Regions from separate parts of the Sus scrofa genome. Here region 2 is linked to region 1. A link is a contact called in public Hi-C data. All regions are on one chromosome and are shown on one strand. The core of a region is the stretch at or near the end of the contact, and the rest is flanking DNA. Distances in the headings are between cores, read along the strand shown. Region 1 holds the start of GNAI2 (G protein subunit alpha i2). Region 2 holds the start of HYAL2 (hyaluronoglucosaminidase 2).

The links. Hi-C and Micro-C count contacts between places; a contact is called where the count stands out from the background.
Region 2: a Hi-C map of epiblast stem cells shows a contact between it and region 1, with 4 times the contacts expected there. The contact joins the promoter of HYAL2 here to the promoter of GNAI2 in region 1. A contact is called at or near these places in 7 of 47 Hi-C or Micro-C datasets (blood, embryonic fibroblasts, epiblast stem cells and 2 more) and 2 of 2 datasets of contacts at active chromatin or transcription factors (alveolar macrophages and skeletal muscle).

What each region holds. Positions count from the first base shown.
Region 1 is chr13:32,709,209-32,717,162 of Sscrofa11.1, forward strand. It overlaps GNAI2 (G protein subunit alpha i2), which reads left to right and starts at 3,665. Exons shown (of 8, transcript NM_001123116.1): 1 at 3,665-3,782. The coding sequence starts at 3,665.
Region 2 is chr13:32,804,776-32,812,729 of Sscrofa11.1, forward strand. It overlaps HYAL2 (hyaluronoglucosaminidase 2), which reads right to left and starts at 3,096. Exons shown (of 3, transcript NM_214440.1): 1 at 2,163-3,096; 2 at 1,561-1,650; 3 at 722-1,159. The coding sequence starts at 3,092. The coding sequence ends at 749. TUSC2 (tumor suppressor candidate 2) reads right to left here. Exons shown (of 3, transcript XM_003132224.4): 3 at 7,413-7,954.

The DNA of each region.
Region 1 (7,954 bases), core at 2,415-4,914:
GCATGCCTGTGATGTCCCTCACTGGGTGACCGTGGATGGGTCCTGCCCTCTTCTGGGCCTCAGCTGTGAAGCCAGGTGTTTCTGTAGCTTCGACCCTTGATTTTCTCTCCCCAGCGCTGCCCCGAAGGAACCCATCCTCCCATTCCCTGTTCCCTCTTCCTGGAACATGATTCCTCCTCCTCAGTGACCTTTTTCCTGGACCTTTTTCCTCCTTGCCCTCCACCAAGGAGGCACCCTGACCTTCCCAGGCACCATTAGTTTCTCCCCTCTCTGCACAAACAACTATAGCAATGTTTTTGTTTGTTTTTCTTTTTTGGCATTTAGAGCTCCTGGGCCAGGGATCAGAGCCAGCCACAGTTGACACCTAAGCCACAGCTGCGGCAACGCCGGATCCTTAACCAAACTGTGTCAGGCTAAGGACTGAACCTGTGTCCCAGCACTTCCAAGACACCATAGATCCCATTGCACCACAGCGGGAACTCCTAGGGCAAATATTTTTATAGTGACAACAGGATTAGTTGTTTACACCTCTCCCCGCTCCAGGATGAGGGAGCCCCTGGAAGGGCGGGTTAGACTCTGTGTGATTCATTTCATCGCATTTGCCAAGTATTCACCTGCCACCCTCAAGGATTAAGCTGCAAGGGCTCAGGAGTCAGAGACCCGGGTTGGTGGGAGAGATTCAACAGCAGGATAGTGGGATCTGGCTGGCTAGGGCAAGCCCCAGGACAGTGGGAGTCAGAGATGCCAGCTCAGAGCCCGGGAATGAAAGATGGGGAGGAGGGATGAGTGGGGGAAGGAAATGGGGGGGAGGTATAAGAGGATGGGGAGGGCAAGGCAAGCCAGATGGCTGGAGTGCTGGTGTGTTGCAAGTGGAGGGAGATGAGGTGGGCCTTGGATGGGGACAGCAGCTATAGGGCCTGGCAGAAATGACTGTTATCACAGCTAACCCCTGCTAAGGGTGTTCCATGTACCATGCACATTCTGAACATCTACTTACATTTCTTCCCTTAGGCCTGGCCTCACCCAGTGCATTGGGTATCTCTTAATATTAGGTTCATTTTACAATTAAAAAAAACTGAGACATAAGGAATTTCTGATACTTGTCTCAAGTAATACATAGCCAGAAGTTGCAGACTGCTCCCCAGAGCCCTTGCTGTCAGCTGCCACTCTACCACCTCCTCCCCAACACAGTCCAATGCAGTGTTGTTTGTGGGCTTTATCTTCAGGGCCACAGAAGTTTTGTATGCAAGAGTGATGTGATTTCTTTCGTTAGGATCCCTTCGATTGCCATATAGAGCATAGATTGTAGGGAAAACAGGAGGGCCAGAGCGGAGGCTGGAGGCCTAAAATAAGGGACAGTGGGGACAGAGAATGGGGGTATGTTTGAGGGGGAACTGAGGAGGGAAAGAAACTGATGGGGTGTAGAGTTGGGTGGGAGGGTCATGGCTGTGGCTGGTGAGAGGCCCCAAAGTGGAAAGCCCAAGAACAGGGTGAATGTTCTTCACCCCAAAATGTCTGGGGGGGAGGCTTCAGGGCATCGGTGGACATGGAGCTTGTGATCAGGGGAGAAGTTGGGCTAGAGATGGCCCTGTGGGCCTCTGAGCCCCCAGAGCCTCCAGTATGTGACTGGAGGAGCAAACAGAGGCCATGCAGTAGCCCTGGGAACCCCCATGAAGACAGAGAGGGAGCAACTGGGAGTGCTGGAAGCAGGGGTTGCTGGACTCTGTAGAAAGAGCACTTAACTGGAAGGGAGTGGCTAACTGGTGGGAAGGGTGCAAATACCACAGAGCCTGGCTTGAGGCTGGAGGAAGCTCTGGGTGCTGCCCTGCCTTGCCTCCATTGATTGGGGTCTGAGTCTGCCCACCTCTGGTGAGCCTGGCCTCCAAGGGGCTGACAGGTTCTCCCTGTTGCCTGGCAACTGCAAGAGCGGTTGGCTGTTGCTAGGAGCAGGCTGGAGAGGCCCGAAGAGGGAGGATCGGGATCGGCTCTCAAGCAAGGGGTGGGGCTGGCGGGGGATGAGGCCCGCCTTGAAGCTGGGTTTGTAGTCTGTGTGGACCCGCTGTGTTCTTGGCTGTGTGCACCCGTTTTTACAGTGTGTTCTGTGAATCTGAAGCATTTTGGAGGCCGGGCATATGTATAGGTGTATAGAGCATATCTCTGGATGTCTGTGTCCCTGGGAGGGCATTGTGTATTTTCAACAGGTTTGCTGCATGCAGGGCCTGCCTGAGATTTGGCTCCAGACAGGAGGGAGCCCTGGGGAGACCAATGGAAGGCTTGGAGGACAATGGCTGCTCAAGGAGGGAGCAGATGAGATACGGACACACACACACACACACACACAAGGGAGCTGAAGCAAGGTGTGTGCCAACATGGTGAGGAGGAAGTCTATGCTGAAAAAGACTGTGGGTGGCCAAGCATTGATGACCAAATATTGGTGGCCAGTTCCCTTCCTGGCTTTGTGAACCTTCCTTGTCTTTGAACTGGGGCCTCGTTGCATCAGGTGACATCTCTCCCTATCTTTTTCCCTCTCTCTCTCCTCTTTGGGTCATGCTTGCTGGGTCCCAGGTTGGAGTCCCAGGATGGCTACCTGCAGGAGAATACCTCCCAGAAAATCAGAAAAGGATGGATGTCTTGGATGATTAGAGAAGTTATCCCAGTTGAATGAGATAGTCTGGGCAAAGGTGGCATTAGACCTTTTTCTCTTTCTTCTTTTTCTTTTTCTGTCTTTTTAGGGCCGCACCTGGTGCATATACAGGTTCCCAGGCTAGGGGTTAAATTGGAGCTGCAGCTGCCCGCCTACGCCACAGCCACAGCAATGCCGGATCCGAGCCGCATCTGCAACCAACACCACAGCTCACAGCAACGCAGGATCCTTAACACACTGAGCGAGGCTAGGGATCGAACCTGCGTCCTCGTGGGTACAAATCAGATTCCTTTCCGCTGAGCCACGACAGGAACTCCTCTCTGTCTCTATCTCTCTTTTTTTAACTGCAGCTTTGAGAGAGAAGGGGCCAAACCCACTTTAAGACGAAGAAAAGCGGCAGTCCAGAGAGCCTCCGGGGCGCTGTAGATCCCAAAACAAGTTTATTGGGTTCATTAACTTTAACAAATGACGAAGACACGCCTCCTCTACTCATCTCGCTCGACTCTCAGAAGCTTGGAGGGCTGGTTCCTGCTTGGCCCGCGAGGTGCACCGGATCCTCATCCTCGGGCTACGAGATCCGCCCGCCCCCGCCGTCGGGCAGCGGAGCTCCAGGCGCTCCGCACCCAATCGGAGCCCGGCCCCGCCTGCGATCAAAGCTTCTGTGCTAGGCTCTACCCCTACAGCTATCCCTTGGCGTGGCTCCGCCTTCAGCCCGCACCGAGTTTGGGCTGCGCCTAACTTCTCCCTCGAGCCAATCACTGACCCCGGGTCTCCTGTGGCCCCGCCTCCGGGCCCGCCCCGGCCCAGTCCTCGGCCAGACTAGCTCGGGCCCCACCCCCGGCCCGCCCTGCCGTCGGTGCGCGGCGGCCTGGAAGGCACCGCCTGCAGACGCTCGGAACTGCGGACCCGAGAGCTACCCGTAGAGGGCCGGCGGCGGCGGGAGCCGAGTGGGTCGGGCGGGGCCGAGCCGGGCCGGGGCCGTGTGGTGGCCGGGCAGCGGCCGGGCCGGCGGACGGCGGGATGGGCTGCACCGTGAGCGCTGAGGACAAGGCGGCGGCCGAGCGCTCCAAAATGATCGACAAGAACCTGCGGGAAGACGGCGAGAAGGCGGCGCGGGAGGTGAAGTTGCTGCTCTTGGGTGAGGCCGCGTCCTGCGCTGGGACCCCTGATTCCCTACCCAAATTCCCTACTTTGACCTGCGGACTAGTGTTTCGAACTCCCACACTCGGCCTGGACTTAACCCCGTAGACCCGCCTGGCAAGGACATACAAATAAATAATGGATCAAAACTCAGGGTTGGCCTAGACCTCTCAGATCCAGAGCCCAGACTCTAGATCAGACTCAACTCATCCCAAACCCCGGGCCCCCAAACCCAGACACTGGTGCCTCAACATCCGCTGCCCAGAATTCTGTCTGACCATCCACCCTTACTGACCAGCCTCATAGACCTTCGGAGCCTCTGCCTTGTCTTTACATCCTTACCTAGACTTTACCCAAACCCCCAGAATCCCATTCAGACCCCATCCTCAGGCACCACCTGTTCCCTCACTAGCTCCCCCTCTTCCTATTGGGCATGAGTATCTCCAGGGGCCCCTCCCAGGCCCCCACTCACTCCCTCCTTTACCCTCTGTGCCTCATCTTCATTCTAGACCCTATATCCTCCACCTGTGCACCTTGACCCCAAGAGACCTCTCAAGTGGGATTTTGGTTTGAACTTATCAAATGAGATGATTACTTAATAAGCTCTCCCTCCAGCCTTTAGAGACCCCCCCCTGCTCCCTGCTCTGCCTCTGCCTCACCGACTCCCTCTCTGCATGCATCTCACCTCAGATCCTCTGCTCCCCAGCTCTTAAGTCCTCTCTCACACTCTGGTCTTTTCTAGATTCCCCCACTCTTCCTGCACCAGGTAGGCTGAGCTGGGAAGACAGGCCCCAGACACCTAGGGGGCTGGACTGAGGCTCCACTTGGTCACATCCGGGAGGGGACCAGGCCTCAAGCTTCCCAGAGAGTTCTGCGGGCTGTCTATCTGCTTCCTAGTTTCTAAGCCCTGTCTGGGCCGGTGGGTGGGGGGAGGGGGTGTCTGGGAGTAGGAAGGAGTGTGGAGGAGTTCGGGTTGCGTGGCCTCCAAGGCCAGGGAAGATGGTGGCTGCTTGAGGGGTGGGGGGAAGTGGAAGTGGTGAGACAGCCGACATATTGCTGCCCCCGGCGGGCAGGCCAAGGAGATCTGCTGACGGGTGTGGGCCTCCCACACCCCTTCTGGGCCCAGCGGCCTGGGACATGGCCTCTGGGAGTAGGTGGGCTTGTCGGATCTTGCCCTGCGAGGGAGGGAGTGGTGGACCAGCTGGTTGAATAGTTGGGGGCCCTCTAGGGTGGGCATCTGAAGTGGACTTGTGCAAAGACTGTGGGTCTGGTAGTGGTCCCTGTCCAGCCTCCCACTGCGAGCAGGTGTGGTGCCCAGTGGCAGCCTGATTTAGAGGGATTTCAAGGGGGAGAGGGGAGGGAGACCCTCCTGGCATCGTTGGAGGCTGGACTGTATATGTGGGGGGGTGTGGCCCCTCATCCCCAGAGCTGTCTTGGGGTCCCCAGGCTGTGAAAAGTGGGGCTTTTCACGCCGGGCGTATGGCTGAGAGACAGGATGTCTTCCATCCTGGGCTCATCTGTTGACTGTCCCTGGGGGCCCGGCCTCAGGGGCACAGCCCCGGAGATTTCAAAATGGCATCCGCTCAGCCGCCGCCGCTGCGGGGAGGAAGAGAAGGGGCGGGAAGGGGCGGCGGCCCAGCCTCCTGGGCTGTTTTGCGTTGGGCGCTTGCCTCTTCCTGTCTCTGCTGCGAGTGCGGCAGCGGCAGTGAGTGGCAGTGAGTGGGTGTCACCGCGGTGGAATGCCCATCTCTGCTGCCCGTTGGGCCTGGGGATGGTGCTTCCGGTACTGCTGCCTCCCAGTGCCCGGCCGGGGGCCTCTAGCCAGCCCCTTCCAGGCCGATGGCAGTTATGGTGGCTCCTGAGGAGACCTGAAATTGGGCCATGGAGCTGGGGCACACAGAGCCTCTGGCCTGTTCCGCGTCTTGACCCTATCCCACCAGTCTTGCTCCTTGAACCCCAGCTCCTGTTTTGGGCCTGGAGACCCCTCCCATACTGGGCTGGCAGCAACCAGGGGTGCTCAGCATTTTCTAGGCTGGGGAGTCCATCTCAGCATCCTGGCCCTCTGGCCTTCTCTTCCTTTGTGAAATGGGCTTCCTGGGTTTGGGCCAGAGGAGTGCTGTGTCCAGGATGGGGAAAACAGGGCCCTCGTGGAGTGGGGGTTGGGGGCTAAGATCCTGCAGAGGATGCATCACCAAAGGGGCTGGAGAGGATGCACCACCAAAGGGGCTGGGCCACCAAACTTTGCCTGAAATTGAGGACCTGATCTGCCAGGGCTGCGTGGGGAAGGGTCCTGGCTGGCCATCCCTTTTCCATCCAGGCACAGGGAGGTGATGCAGTTGAGCCCAGCTGAGGCAGCTTCAGAGTGCTGGGCTCCTGTCCCACGTAGCGGGAAAGACTCTGTCCAGGCAACGGGACTCAGGCTGGGCAATTGCCAGCCTTCCCTCCCAGCCAGAACCACGCCTGCTGCCCCACCCGCATACTGGCTCCTTCCTGTCCTGGGTAGCCCTGCCAGCGAGCCGGCACAGTCACTGTCACCAGGGCAGAGGCAGATGTGGAGCACAGTGGCAAAAGAGTTTTTCCTGACAGCTTGGTAGGGGGAGCAGAGTTGCTGATATCAGTCCTACTTCAGAGATGCCCTCTCTCCCTCACCACCCAGTTCAGCTTGACTGATCACCTATCCCCGGGTATCCCCAACTATCCCCAGTGCCCTTGGGCTGGGCACTTAGGGGAAAGTTAGCCCATGTGTGTTTAGGGGGAGTCTCTGATTTGGGATGGGCCTGTGTGGGCAGCTTATAGAGAAAGGAGAGACAGTGTCCATCTTGGCTCCGGAAGGCTTCAGGATATAAATACAGCAGTTCTCTCTTGCCCCTGGGACTTTATATCTGTTCCCTCCACTGGATGTCCTTTTCCCGTTTTACTCCTACTTGATTGTTCTTTAAGACTCTGCTCAGGGATCACTTCCCAGGATCCTTCCTTGACAACTCCCCCTTTCCCAGGCTGGGGAACACCTCCTCTGTGACACCCCCCCTCCTATGCCCTACCCCCATCAGACCATGGTATTTGCCCTCATTACAGCTGGTCATAGCTGCGGTCCCCTGAAACAGGGCAGGGCTGTGTCCTGTTCATTTGCCAAGCCTTCTGGGCCAAGCATGGAGCCTGGTACCTACTGGGTGCTCCTTGTCTGTTTGTTGAATGCAAGAAGTGCTGCTTGTGTGAACTTGCTTTTGGGGATGGGTAGATGGAGGAGTAAGATGGCAGTCACCCATATCATGGGCAGGTGGCAAGAGCTCGGTGTAGAGCCAATGACCAGGATTGAGGGGGAGGCTGAGGGAAAAGTTCTTCAGGCTGTTTCATTTTGGTCTCATCACAGCCAACCCCTGTCCCACTCCATGAAGATCTCTTGCTGATGAAGAATCTGCAGGCTGTCACAGGGCACAGCACTCTGGAGGGACTCCAGCTGTTCAGATGGAAGAGTGGCTTTGCGTTCTTCCTTTCAGCGCAGGCTGCTTGGGGACTGTTGCAGACCTGCTCTCTCTGCTGCTCCAGTAAAGTCTTTCTCTCTCTTGGGGCTGGAGTTGCCCCCCTGCCATGGGGATCAGACCTGAGTAATGCTGCAGGCATTCTTGACCTGGCTAGGGCAGAGACTGCACACACAGGGGCGCAATTAGGTTTATCCAAAGAAAAGGGAGTTTTGTGACCTTTGTCCAGTCTGTGTGTCTCACAAGGAGCTGGGCACACTGTAGGTACCTGCTGAGTGTGATGGAAAGAATGAAACTGTGGAGCACATCTGTGAACAGGGATCAGTAATTCTGGGGCTGTTGGCCTGGGGCTTGGTGTAGCTCGAGTTGGTGGGAAGGGCTCGCCTAGGATCCTGGCCACCTGCATAATGAGTAGAGTCTAATGATGCCTGTGAATGGAGGGTGCTTCCTGGAGAAAGGTGTCCTCTGAGTAACCCTGAAAAATTAGTCACATTTGCCAGGATCAGGCATTGGGCTTGGGGGTGGGAGGCAGAGGAACCAACTCACCAAGGGCACTGAGGTAAGAAGTCCTGGCCTAAGTTCCCAAGCCTTTGAGTGGATGATGATTCCTGGCCTGGGGGAGGAAGTCTTAACTTCCTTAGACCAGTTCTTAGGGTTACACAGACCTGAGTTCAAATCCCAGCTCCACCTA
Region 2 (7,954 bases), core at 1,846-4,345, 95 kb after region 1:
GGCACGGAGGAGACACCCTTGTCTGTGAGAATAGCAGGAAGGAGTGGTCTGGCTACCTGCCCAGCCAGGGAAGATGAAACATCCGCTTTCCCCTTTCTCCTTGGGTGGGCAAGGTGAGGTGGCTGGCAGCAGCCCAGCTGGAAATACAGTGGCAAGCAGGAGAAGCCCAATGAGCCTGTCCCTCACAGAAGCTTGAGCCTAACTGCTTTCCAACTGATATGGAGAACAAGGTCCTTGGAGGTGGGGTAGAATGTGAGCCCCACCACTACCAGGGGCCCCTGCCCTAGCAGGATGGCTGGAGCGGGCGGCTCTGGCCCACAAGTCCCAGTGAATGCATTTTATAGATGAGAAAGAGTCTGAGACAGAACTGAGCTCAAACCTTATATGGAAGACTCTGAAACCTCCCACATGCCCTGGAGCAGGCTCAGACAGTCCAAGCACAGAAGCAGTTGTTTTATATTTAATTTATGAAAGAGACCCCAAAATAATAATAATAAACTATACAGGGACAGGGGAGTAGGGTCAGGTCCTCCCCAGCCCGGCTGTGCCCCTCTTCCTCTCTGGCAGGGAGAGAAGGGGCCTCCCAGGGGACTGCCCCTCCCCCTTAGAACAGGGGGTGGGAGCTGGTACGAACACCCTGCTGGGTATCCCAGGGGCTCTGCCCCTCCAGACTCCAGTTTGTCCACCCCTTGCAGGCTCCTACATGCCTGGCAGAGCCCAGCTTGCCTGGCAGCCAGGTGAGAGACCCTTACAAAGTCCAGGTGAGGGCCAGGGCTGCCAGAGCCAGCAAGCTGGTGAGGTGGGACCCAGCCCAGGCCCTGCTGGCATCCCCAGCTGCCCGCCTAAGGTCCCGCTGGCATTGCTCGCCGCCCCAGCCCACATAGCACTGGCAGCGAAAGTGCGTCTGCAGGTGGTTGCGGTCGGCCCAACTGAGTTCCCCTTCTGGTCGCAGCTGCGGCTCCCCAGGTGCATGGCTGGCCACTAGGCGGAAGCTGCTGGCACTGAGGTGCAGGAAGATATTAGCACTGGGGTCTCGGCGCACACAGCGCCCATGGCCATGGCACTGGGCCCAGCTGCAATACTGGGCAGCCCAGGACACATTGACGACGTAGGGTACCAGCAGCCGTGTCAGGTAATCCTTGAGGTATTGGCAGGTCTCCTGCGGGGAGAGAGGGTAAGGGCTCAGGGTCAGCTGCCTCAGCTCATAGGCCCAGATGGAGACTGTCCACACTGTGGTGACTGTACCATCTTTTACCAGCGCACACGTGCACACACATGCATGTCTGAGCCTCACTGTCTCTGTTCCTTCTAGGAAGGGGGTAGGGGCAGCGACTGGACCCCAGCAAGGCAGAAGGGGCAGGGTGGAACTCAACAGCAGTTCAGGACAGCAAGTCCCCTTTCCTGGGAACAGGGGAGGGGCTCTGTCTTCTCTGTTGGGACCAGGGACGCCTTGGGTGGGAGACAGGCCAGGGGACCAATCTAAGGTTTGTAGTCAAAAGCACAAAGGCCCTGGCTGCCCCCACAGACTCAGCTCTGGTAGGCTGGGTGGGTCTTACTTACCATGCTGGTGGTGTACCCTGCGTCTCCCCAGAGGATGACGCCAGCCGCACCTAGGGCTGCACTCTCACCAATGGTGGAGATGAGATCCATCTGTGTGGGAAGGAGATGGTCACTGGGGAAGACCGAGACTGCCGGGTGAGGACAGACAGGGTGGGCAGGCCCTAGCCTGTTCTGAACTGCTGATGACCCCCGGCCCAGGCCTCCCCTTCTCACCCTTAGGCAGAGGCTCTGTTTCACTTTCTCCTTTACCATTTAAACCATTTCCACCCCCCACTGTTCGCTTCCAATTCTCAAGCCAATTCTCAGGTCCACGTGAGCCTAGGGTGTCAATCACGATGGACTCTGAGGTCAAAATGCTCTGCTCAAGTCCCTGCTCTGCCCTGAACTTTCTGGGGAACTCTGGGCAAATTTCTCAGTACTTCTGGGCCTCAATTTTCTTATCGGCAAAATAGAGATAATGATGCCACCCTTTCATAGGCGTACAGAGAGAATGTGGTGAGAGGATGTAGCGCAGCCAATAAACTTGGGGGTAGGAGGCCTCCTGGTAAGCCAAACCTACAGTGGTTTCCCAAGGAAGAAGACAGGCCCAGGGAGGCACATACCTCGCTAAGCCCTGTGAGGCCGCGGCTATAGGTGGGCCTCGTGAAGACGTAGACCGGGAGTGCATGGTTGGCATGGTGGGTGTGAGCCACACGAAGGGCCTCCTGAACACGGAAGCTGACAAAATTGCGGCCATGAGTGGAAGAAGCGAGTGTCTCTTCCAGGTAGACAGAGGGGAAGAGCGCCGTGCTCTCAGCCCACAGCCAGGCCAGCTGGTCGTTTCGGGAAACCTCAACATCAGGGCAGCGGCCGGTATAGGTCTCCCAGTTCTGCACATAATCATGGTTATAACAGTCGGGGAAGAGGTAGAAGCCCCACAGATGCTGAGGCCGAAACGCCTTGACAAATCGCAGTGTCTCCAGCATGAACTGCCGGGCAGCAAACTCAAATTCATACTGCGCCTGCTTGACTACACGATCTGGTGGCCAGTCAGGGTGACGACTGGCCACCAGCTGGCGTGATAATCGGCGGTACACGTCCTTGTCCTGCCAGTTGCGCACCCACACTGGCCGCCAGTCCTCCCAGTCAATGACTGCCAGCCCTGCAGGTTCCTGTGTACGAATGTAGTGTTCCACATGTCCCTTGAGCATCTTCAGATGTACCCAGAGACTGCCATTCTGTGGCACGCCGCCATGCACAGACCTCCCCACTGAATCAAAGTGTGGATACATGCCCAGCCGGTCACGGTAAAAGATGGTGATATTCTGGTTCACGAAACCCTCATTAGGTGAGGCCTGCACATCGAAAGCCTTCATGTCCTTTGGGTCCAGTGGCACCTTGTGGCGTGGGCCACAGTCTTGTGTGGGCACGTCCCATGCTACCACAAAGGGCCGGCCGGTGAAGATAGGTGGTGCTGTGGGCTTGAGCTCCGTGGCCCATGCCACCGCCAACACCAGAGCCAGTGTGACGGTGGGGCCCAGGCCTGCCCACATGCTGGGGGCTGCAGGAAGACAGTGTTACCTGCCTGGCACCAGCTCAGGAACTGGGGAAGGATAAGAGAGAACAAGTCAATCTAGACAATCTTGGAGGTGCCCACCCCAAGCACATCAATAGTCCCAAAGCCCACGCTGTGTAGGGCACTGTACCCAGGGTTGTTCAGACCCTGTTAATGGCTACAACAGGTCAGGTCTGAGAGACCACAGGCCACTGAAGGGCAGGCAAGGCACCCTGGGATCTCGCTGCCAGGAGCATAGGGCTCCTTCCTGGAGCAGGTAGCCTTCGGCTAGGTCTGTAACTGCTCTTTGAATTGCAAAACTGAGCTATGGACTCACTGCTGAGACCCACACATGACTCAATACCACCCGAGACATGGTTTCCCCAAACCCAAGGCCTACCCTGTACCCTGATAAGAACTCTTGGTCCTGAGAAATCAGCATCTGGGTAAGGCAGAGCACAGCTCAAGCAGCAGCTAGGAAGCTGGAACGCAGCCTCGGAGCGGGTTATCTTTTTTAGCACCGCCCAGCAGGAGTGAGGCTATCGGACTTTGTCTCGGCGAAGACACTCTCCCAAGCTTGGTGGAGGCCCCGCAGGGACAAAGGGGCGGCGGATCTCTCAGAGTGGCGCCCGGCAGACCGGCTTTTCTCTCTCTACAGCCAAGAAGAATGCGCGCGCCCGCACTCCAGGCGGGTCTGGGGCAAAGCCCACTCCACCTGGCCTTTGTCCGGGACCCCGCCCCCGCCCCGCACGTGGGGCCTGAACTCCGCCGGGTAGGGGGTAGGGCCCCTGGGCCTCCTCCCTGGGGGTTCAGAACCGAGACCGCGGAGAGAGAGCCGCCAGGCATGCACTGCCCTCCCTCACCTTGCGCAGGCCGCCACCGGGACCTGCGCCACGGCCATCGCTACCGCCATCCCCGCCCCAACCCGGCCCGCTCCGGCCGAACGACCAGGCACGGCCCCGGCCCCGGCCCGGCGCCCCTGCTGGCTCCGCCCCCCCAGCCCGCGGGCCCTTTAAGAATCCGGCGCGGAGGCGGACCCAGAGCAGGACTTGCGGCCGGGGAGGGAAGGTGTTTCTGACTTTCGCGCCGCCAGTGCCGCGTTTTAGGCTTCACGGTCCCCAGACCCTCTGCCGAGAAATGTGGCCACCTGTATGGAACCGTGAGACCCCTCGGAACGGGGCTTTCTCTTGGAGTCTCAGCCTCGAGCGTTAGTCAGCCCCAAATTCCACCCCCGCAGCCGGCGGCCGGTGGTACAGTCCTCCCGGCTTCGCTACGCGGCCAGTCGCTTAAACGGACGGCTTAAAGGAACGGGATGGGGAGCTTGAATAAAGGAAATGTTGGTCCCTCGCCCGGCCATTAGGAGGTGCTGTGGGACCCCGAGGTCTTGGCTGAGGGCAGTAGTGAATCTGGCTCTGCACTCCTGAGTGCAACCTCCAGCCCAGGGGCCCCTTTGTAAAAGGGGGACAGTGACCCAAGCCTATCTCCAACCTCCTAAGACAGTTTAATGCCCAGCCCCCTCCGGATCAGAGTTCCCTTCCCGCGTCCCTAGTCTAAAGGGAAGCCCCGCCCCCTGCCAGACTCGGGTAGGAGGCCGAGTATCTGCGTCTTAGCCCTTCGAGGGCTGGGTGGTTGCAGTGGTAGTGCTAGCAACACGGGCTGGGGGTCGCAGCTAGGCCTGCCCTGCTCCGGGCAATTATGCCCCAGGGGTTAGGGCGTCCCCTTGCCCCTGACCTGCACCACGGACAGGCTAATCCTTGTTTCGTCTCCGGGGTCCTGTGGGAGGCCGCAAGGCTTCCTTTCAACCCTGAGGGAGCGCCACCCTTGCTAAAGTTCCTGGCCAGACGGCAGAGAAAGCCGGACCCGGCCAGAGGGGTTCCCCTGGTCCTCCCGCTGTACTGAATTCTTTTGCCCTCAAGCCCCTCCCTCTGGGGGAACAGGCTTCGGGCTGGAACAGTGCAAGGATTTCTTGCCGCTTCCTCAGCTCCTCCAAAGGGCCGGATCTGCACTCCCAACCCATTCCACTCCGAGCGCCTGGGAATAGAGGGAGAGAGCGCTCCTGTGAGCGCATGTACCGTGGTACAGAGCTGTTGTCTGCGTTGGGCTCACCTGTGTAGGAGTCCGTCGGCCCAGTAAGTCCGCTGCCTCCCTCCTTCTGGGGTAAGCCTCTCCAGCCAAGCTACTCACACCAGCTCCTGCCCTCTGGGCAGCGGCCGGCCGACTTGATAAACCCCATCCCTCCCACCCACTCCCGCCTCCCACCACAGCCCTTTCTCCTCACTTCCTGCTGCCCCTCTGAGAGGAAAAGGCCAGGAACATGCGTGGGGGAGGGGACCGCCTTGACCCTGTTTCCCTTGGGCATGCCCAGCTGGCTGGCTGTCTGCCCCACCCTTCCCTAGTAGGCCATGGCCTGGCAAACTGCACCAGGTGACAGGAAGGCTAGGGGGCAAAGTCAGGTGCCAGTCTCCCACATGCCGGCATCTTCCTTAACACTGAAAATTATTCTGCCCTATCTACCCTTAGGGTTGAGGCCCATTCTCAAATCCAGCAGTTTGTGAGTGGAGGGGCCCTGGTGCTCACGCTTTGGGAGTCAAACTACTTGGGGGATGTTTGGCAGATGGTCCCCCAGAAGCAAGTGGTAAAGAAGGGAACCAACCCTGGGGCAGGGAACTTACAGGAGCTGAGTCAATTTTTTTCCACTGAGAACGGAAGCATCCCAACTGTGACAGTGGACAATGTGTTGATGTGGGTGGCTGTGGGGTGGGGGAGGGCCTGGAAGGGTTCTGCAGGGTGCTCTCCTGCCAGAGGACATTTCTAGGTGGATTTCACTAAGATGCTGCAGAGAAGGGGGCTCCTTACAACACAGGTGAGAAAGGGGTGTATTCCTGTGGGAAGAGTATACACCTAATGTAGCTGGGTCCAAGGAGGGCTGCAGCAGGGTCCCAGCTGACCCCTCCAGAGGTGGACAAATCAACACCCTCAAATCACCCTATTGGCTCACCTCCTTGATGTCCAGGGCCTCTCTCCTAACAAAAGGCTGTTTAAGACTGAGTCTGGGGAAGGTGAGCACATATCCTAGTCTAATGCTGATAACCAAGAAGTCCAGGACATGGCATGGGAGGGTGGTGTCCCTGGACTATGCTGGCTCCACAAGGGACACAAGCCTTGGAAGCTCCAAAGGTGCGGGCCCCTGAGGAAACAAAGGCCAGACCAGACTGTCCCAGGGCAGGGACACTTCCTCAGGCAGCCAGCAGGAAGGAAGTGAGCACAGCCCAGTGGGAGGGAGTGGGGAAGCATAGCCATAACCCCCATTGTTTTCAGCTTTGGGGTCAGCCAAGGCAGGCCCAGTACAGGGAGTTCCCCACACTGGGACAGTGGTGATACGATGCCACTTGACATGGCAGAACTCTGGCCCTGGGGCAGTCAGTATGAGGGTCAGCGGAAGATCACAGGGCTTCATGACTGGCATCTTATTGGGAAAATGTCCAAAGAACTACAAGGCTAGGCTACACAGGGTGATCCTGCTCCAGACTGGACAAGTTTAAACCCCCCAAAGACAGGCAGGTCAACTCTACAGACCCAGCAGCCCATGTCTCTGAACTCCCTCCTCCCTGAGAGCTGGGTTGATGGTCAAGGGCTAGGCCTAGCAGAGAACCAGCCCCAACAGCAGGGCCTGAGAAGTGTAGGCCAAATGTCCACAGGGGGCAGGTTGCAGGTGAGAAGACTGGGCGGAAGGGACCAGAAGTATTGGGTGGCTGAACTTTGCCTGCTGGAATAGAAGTCCCAAGCCTACTCTCCAGGTAGTACTCACAGGCAGCCTTGGGAGAAGGCAAGAGGGTTTGGGCTGCAGAGCCTCACAGTAGGTCAAGAGCAGTGGCACCCACCTAGCTGCTGTCCACCTAAGGCTGGGCTTTGTAGGTCCAGGGGGCTCAGGCTCTGAGCACATTATGGGATTAGCTGACACTGCTGGGGGCAGAAAAACTGTTCCAGACCCCTCTGAAGTCACACTTTCACCTCAGGTATGCCAGATGGGTCAAATCCCAAGTGAAGCATCCCAGGGCCTTCCAATTCCAAGGGTCCCCACTTATTAACGCAGAGAGCAAGCTACTCTCCATCTTAAGGGGGCCTGCAGTAAGGGCTGTGTGAATACACTGCCATCTGCTGGTTGTGGCTGGGTTTGCAGCAGGCTAAGCTCAGGCTCACTCTGACCCTTGCTGGAGATGGAGGTGCCCAGAATCCTGGGCCCACACCTACCTACTAATAAGCCCAACTGGTGGTCTAGACACTATGTATCACAGCCTCAGAGGATGCCACTCTTGTATGCAGGGTCTACAAACAATTTTATTGAACAAACAACACAACAGCCTCCCTAGATTGAGGGCTACCCTCCCCAAGCCATTTCTCACACTCTTAAAGCACAGAGTTCGCACAGTAAGGATTTAAAAACAAAAAACAAAAAACAGTGATTTCTATGTAGAAATCAGACTCTGCTCCAACAATATCATGGACTAGACTATTTACAAGCTTTCACATTTTAAGTATTCCTTTTATGGTTCTCTCCTTTCTGTCCCTATCCAGGGGTTCCAGTACTTTCTCTTGACTGATCCTGAAGGGATGGGTATACTGTAGGGGAAGGGGAGGTGGGCTCCTCAGAGCTACTGGCACCAGCGCTCAGGTGCTGTCCCTTACACAGGGCGCTGGATGTGTAAGGGCAAGGGAGATTAGACAGAGTAGGTGGGATGGGGCAACTCCCCACAGGCACAGGCATCCAGAGCCCTTCCTGATCCCCATCCTATGCCCTCTCAATTGGTGGTGCAGTGTGTGTTGTGTGTGTGTGTGTGGGGGCACAACTAGTTGTAGTGG